2 separate regions of the Mus musculus genome follow, and region 2 is linked to region 1. The links are chromatin contacts, called in public HiChIP or PLAC-seq maps. All regions are on one chromosome and are shown on one strand. Each heading gives the region's core, a stretch centred on a gene start, on an enhancer-like site or on the middle of the called end of the contact. The rest is flanking DNA. Distances are from core to core; before and after follow the strand shown.

Region 1 (2,911 bases), core at 163-2,662:
TATATTTGTCAATATATTTGTTACATACTAGGCTGTCCCCCATCCCAAATAATGAGTATAACCTTGAATCCAGGGCCTGCACTGCTATAAAGCCTCTATAGGATTTTCCAGTGGCACCAATAATTGATATTTACTTTCTTAATTTCTGTCTGCTTTTAAAATGTGCACCACGAGTTCAACTTTTCTTCTAAGATTTTATGTCAAAATAATGTCAGTATCTCACAGTTTGCCATTCCAAAAACATACTTAGAACATAGTACTTTTAACTGTAAAAATGAATATAAAGATAATGATTTGAGTCAAGAATTTATCCAAAAGAGCGTCTGAGTATAGCTCAGTGGTCAAATCTGTGCTTAGCACACGTTAGGCCTTGGGTTCAAGCCTTAGCACCACAACATCCCTAAAATGAGCTTGACAACAACAAAAAAATTATGGGTGCCTACCAAAGTAGATACCCACTTTCAAAGCATATATAACTAACTTCATTGAACTATATATTATGTATATACATATGTATATACATATATACATACATATCTCATCTTCTATTTCCAGTATTATTGTTAGAAAAAGTATGAATAAACATCAAGGAAAATATTTTTCATTTCTTATCATTCATTTACAATATATCAAAAAATCTTGATAATTAATATTTCCATAAAATTGAAAATGCATGCAGATAATACTAATAAATATCATGTATACATATGACATAATAATGATTTACATAAGGAATGGGGAAAATAAATATGACATTCTATCTTCCTATCTCAATTCAATTGTTATGCTACTATTTTAAGGTACTTTTTTAAAAAACAAAGCTGTGTAAGTGAATGACAATTCTTTTGGATTTTTATGATTAAATGAGAGAATCAGATCAACTAATTTACACTAAAGAATAATCATGCAGTTATTTAATGTTAAACATTTTCAATATTTTCAGCTAGTTTGGATAGGCTAGGAAGGGTAAAATACAAAGCCAGAGCTGAGGCAGAGGCTTACAATGCCTCTAGTGATTTCTGTCCCGGCCCTTCCTCTGCACATGGTCAATTAGAATTGAAAATCCTGTGCTGATTTCATTCGCTGGAATTTTTAAGCAGGTCAGGAAGAAAGATGTTATTGAAAGGAAGAGTCTCATCTAAATAAGAAAGGAGCGTGTGGCCATCTGGTCTTAGCTATACGTATAAAAAGTTATTTCAGCTGAACTAAGGGTTGGTGTTTTAAAAGATGTGCCAAAAATCAACCCAAAATTCATTTATTTGTTTTATATATATATATATATATATATATATATATATCCTAAATGTTTCTGTTTAAACTTCCAAATATGCATTTGGTTCATTTCCTATCTGTGATTCATGAGTCGGTCTGACCCCAGTGTCTCCCTGGGCCTGAGTAGGTTGCAAGCAGAGGGCCAGTCCATCACTTTCCATACTCTCTGCCATCACGAGGGCATCTAACAAAACAGTGGCTCTTTTGTAAGTTATAAAAATCACTTTGATAGTATTCATTCCAATTAATCTTGAGTTCAGCACGCGTTCAGAGTGGAGGTAGGAGATTTGGAGCATAGAGCAGCTGAACCAGTTCCCCTTCTTAGCTATTGCGACCAGAGTTTCCTTCCATCTCTGAACACTGCTTGGGCATCTGTGCACAATAATTTCAGGCCTTTAACCTACAGGGTAAGCTTTAAAAAACACAATCTTTTTCTTCATGAGAGATTACGACCACAGAGTGTACTTTCAGGAATCAACTGGGTGCTCAGAAACACAGTCTAGTTCTGTAGTAATTATTGTTCTGTTCTTCAAATTTGGATTGAAGTTTTTGAGTTAGGAAAGTAGTAGGGTGTGTAGTATCTATAATAATATCTCACCCACTTTACTCAGTACCTGAGCATGATTCTCACTTAGAAGAATCATAACCAGTGGATCTTGCTACCCAAGTTTCATTGTATTAAAGTACAGTCACACTCTACGTTTCAAACCCTCTTGTACAATAACAAAAATAAATTGTGACCACAATCCTATATTCTAGTGTGCATGTTAAATATCACCCACACCTGGTCACAACCCTCAGCTGATGCTGAGGAGCCAGTAAAATCTACAACAAAAAGACTTGGAGTAAGAATATTCTGTGATCACCAAGGCTCTTGATGCATCCCTGACATGAAAGGACATGGGTTGTTTTCTGTTTGGGTACATCTATCTCCTGTTTGTTCTGCTATTTCCAATAAACCATTACCATTGTGTAAGGAGAACAAACTATAGGAAATTGTTTGCTCACAGTTATGTTCTGAAACACCATTTGTTCTTGAACTGGCCTTACGTCGTCCAGCTATTTCAATCAAGTCCATTATCTTCTTGTCTTTGAAAGATGCCTTTCTAGTAACCTGTATCCCCAGAGGGCCAGGTCAGGTCTGCCTTTTAGAAAGTAGGGTGGAATCAAAAACAGCTTGTTCATTTTCTCTCTTGGAGAAAGAAATTAAATTATTTTTCATCAGGCCAGAACTTCAGTGTGTGTTGGGAGGGAACCTTTACACGAAAATAGAAAGTCATGCCTTAGAAAAAGTTATTTACTTGTTTACATTGGAGTGTTACGCCACAGAAATACCAGTCAACTTATATAATTTTTGTAAGTACAAAATGTGTTAATTCTTCAACTGTATGCTTTTCTGGACAATAATCAAATGAAGCAGTAATTTTTTATTCTCTTGCTTTAAAACAATCACATAATACATTGGCAAATAAATCCGTTGTTCTGTTGATCCTTTACTGCAATTGTTCACAGACACAGGCTTTCAAAATCTTTTCTAAATTAGAAGTACAAAGAATGAATTTCAACGCTTACAAAACTGAATATCAAATGCCAGGCATGTCTGAGCTAGCAAACATATCATAATTCCTACATTATTAAT
Region 2 (3,186 bases), core at 454-2,953, 120 kb before region 1:
CCAGAGCAGGATATGATGGTTCACAATTGAAATTATGCTCATAAATCTTGTAAGATACAATCTACAGTCATTACAGAAAACAATTTCTTATGATAATAAAGAAATTAACCATGCAATAGCATGTCATAATTCTTTTAGGCCTGTTATTTATATTCGATAAATCAGTTGTTTTGTCATGGAGGGCAGATTTTTCCAGAAGTCCACATCTTCAAAGGGAAATCAAGTAGAATTTATTGCCATCATACATGAAACATCATCGCTGCCACAGTCTCAATTAATATGACACTGGCAGAAACACTCCACTATTTCCTCTGGGATTGTAATAAATGCTATTTTATCTTCAACGTTCACATGCAAATTGTGCTTTCTTTTTCTCTTGATGGATACCAGCACTCTCTCTGTGCTCAGTTCTCATTGCAAATGGTGGATGCGCCAAGAAAGATCTTGCACTGCAGGAAAATACATTTTTTTTCCCCTTTAATTTGGAACAGCACATTCTACTTCAATGCCAGAATTTTTAGTATGTCACCATTACATTTCAGTATGGAAAGGTAAATGACACAGACTTCACAAGTGTTCCTCAAGAATGTAGCTAATTCAAACCATGAATGGCCTCTCTTATGAGTGGGGGCACTGTCAGGAAGATGGCAAATCACCTATGCCCCCATCTTACCAAGATCATTAATTTCAAATTGCCTCAGTGGGAGTTGTAGATATCTAGGGGTAGGACCTCGGTATTTATTGTGACTAAGTCAGCTGATGTCTTTGTGTTTTCTTGCCTTTCATGAATATAGAGGTTTTAAAAGTATTTTTAATGCAGTCTATATCACATTAAATGTATCAGTTTGAATACATGTCCCGACCTGTGCTGTTTTCACCCAGCTTCCAAACATGTGGGACCATTTAAGCTTTCATAGCATGGCACTTTACACATGAATAGTGTTTACTCGGTGCTTGGTAGAGTTTTGTCTCTTTAAATTTTGAATTAGTTGCCAGTACCAGGCTTGTGCATTTTAAGCAGTAACTTTCCATCAACCAAGCCAACAGCATTCTTTCTCCTTTTTGAAAATCATGGCTGATTAAAAGTCTAATGCAACAGCTGTTAGTGATCATGTGATTGATATGTTTTTAAAGACAGATGTTGACGATTAAAAGCAGAGCACTTGGGTTTCTCTGTTGTAGATGAGTGTTTTTGAATGGCTGCTGCCGTTTTCCCCATTTTGCTTTCTCTTATTTTCTTCTCCTGGCTCTTTTTCCTCTTCTTTTCATTGCCAATGTAATGTAAAGAAAGCAGCCTATTTAAAACTTTTTACAATAGTGTGCACCCTACCATTTTCCAAACAAGTGTTGGGAGGTGTTCCAGGTTTGACAGTTAAAACAAAACAAAAACAAAACAAACAAACAAAAAGGTAAACTTTTACTTTGAAATTCAAGAGATTCTCTTTCAGCTCTGTCTGATAAGCATGAATATGGTGAAATTCAGCAGAGTTGAGTAGTTCTCAGATGGCCTTGAGTTGTTTAAAAACAGCATATATTTAAATCAGAAACCATAACTTCAACTAGTTCTGGTTTTCATTGTTAGAGACTCCTCAAAGTTTTCTCATTTTAGAGAAATTCTTAAAGGGCAAAGCTCATGCATTCCATTGAACTCTCTTTGAACATTCAAAGCCATTGTACTTGAATGCCGTGTGCACATTCCTTCTCTGTAACTCTGACCAGGAGATCCTGTCCTGAAATGTTGGAGCCCGAGGATGTGATAATCGTCATTTCTGAGTGGATTGGATTTCTGAGTGGATGTCTTGGGAAATGATTCATCTGATGCTATCTACTAGAAGAAATAAAAGATTGTGCTGTAAAAAAGAAAAACAGGACAACTTACAGAGAATCATGATGTTTTAGAACCACAAAGGCTTTGTCAATCACTGGAGAAAGAGAGCATTTAAGACCCTCACCATTCAGTGTAAAGGTTCAGGAGTCAGGAGTGAAAGGTGATTAATCAACGGGAGCCAGGGAGCCCTCTGAAGGATTCGGGTACAGCCAGCACGTTTACTCCTGCGGTTGGAACCTTTTAGCTTGTTCCAGTTTGGGTGGTCCTCCAGGATCTACACTTCTGCTAGTTACCCAGAAAGGATGGAAAAGCCATTAGCTGAGCCCCAGTGAAATCAGAATATAAGCTGCAAGGCTCAGTCTCTCGGTAAATACTAAGCATTTTTGTAGTACCTTTAACCCTAGAATTAACTGGAGACAGCTGTAATATAATTCCCACTTCACACAGAAAGAGGGAAACAGTAATTTATCAGCGTGACTAAATAACTGAAGCTTTCTGCGAATAAAAATAAATCATCAGAATGCAAGTTATCCATTTAGCTCAGTCCTTAAGAAACCATCTCTCAAAGGACTAGGCAGACATACATACCCAGCCTGAGAATAAAAGACCCAAGTGCATCTTGCTCCGGCCTCATCAGCATTCAGGAGCTGTATGTAATTCACATGGATCTCATGTCTTTGTGCCTGTCGTTATTATTATCTCCAGCCTCAAAATCAGTATTCATTCAATCTGTATGCATTTAGGGCTGCTTTCAATATCTCCACTACCGTTTTACATTGAGGGGCTTTGTTTTGACATGCACAATATTTGGTCTGAGACTAATGGCTTATTGTTGCTCTGAGGATGGAAGAAGCAGCACTCATCAATGACACCCCACACTCACCCACAAATGCTGACTACGTGGTACTCTGCATTGAACACAATGTCAGATAATGTGCAAAGAGTGCCTATGAACCCACAACACACTTCCAAACCCTATTGTGAACTTTAAAAAGTTTGGAGATTTATTTTTATTTTATGTTCCTGTCTCCCTCTCCCTCTCCCTCCCCCTCCCCCTCCCCCTCCCCCTCCCCTCCCCCTCCCCTCCCCCTCCCCCTCCCCCTCCCCCTCTCTGTGTTTAAATGTATGACAGGGTGTGTGTGAGAGCCCTAGGATATCAGAAGAAGGCATTCAATCTTTGGGAGATGGCCTTATGGGCCATTGTTAGTCACCTGAACCCAGTCCTTAGGAGGAAGAGGAGAAAGAAGAGTTTTCACCACAGAACCATCTCTCTAGAACTTGTTGTATTAATTTTTAATGAGTGTTTAATTTTTAGGATTACTTACTGTATACAATTCTCAACATAGTATGATGATATT

The links. HiChIP or PLAC-seq counts read pairs in DNA pulled down with a chosen protein or histone mark.
Region 2: a contact with region 1 is called in an H3K4me3 HiChIP or PLAC-seq map of neural progenitor cells, with 29 read pairs. The contact joins two enhancer-like sites. A contact is called at or near these places in 1 of 15 datasets of contacts at CTCF or cohesin (CD8 T cells), 17 of 484 Hi-C or Micro-C datasets (the C2C12 cell line, CD8 T cells, the N1E-115 cell line and 11 more) and 9 of 115 datasets of contacts at active chromatin or transcription factors (the HPC-7 cell line, the SCID.adh cell line, bone marrow-derived macrophages and 6 more).

What each region holds. Positions count from the first base shown.
Region 1 is chr1:137,901,687-137,904,597 of GRCm38.p6, reverse strand. Gm4258 (a long non-coding RNA gene) reads right to left here. Exons shown (of 3, transcript XR_003948014.1): 2 at 1-2,911. Among named protein-coding and RNA genes, the nearest start is that of Gm4258, 4.7 kb to the right of the region's middle. Within about 2 kb of position 1,412, at least 33 of the 459 cell types and tissues checked have an H3K27ac peak or open chromatin away from gene starts, as enhancers often do. A contact at or near this core is called in neural progenitor cells, where this site is marked.
Region 2 is chr1:138,021,653-138,024,838 of GRCm38.p6, reverse strand. No RefSeq gene overlaps it. Among named protein-coding and RNA genes, the nearest start is that of Gm34353, 29 kb to the right of the region's middle. Within about 2 kb of position 1,703, at least 36 of the 459 cell types and tissues checked have an H3K27ac peak or open chromatin away from gene starts, as enhancers often do. A contact at or near this core is called in neural progenitor cells, where this site is marked.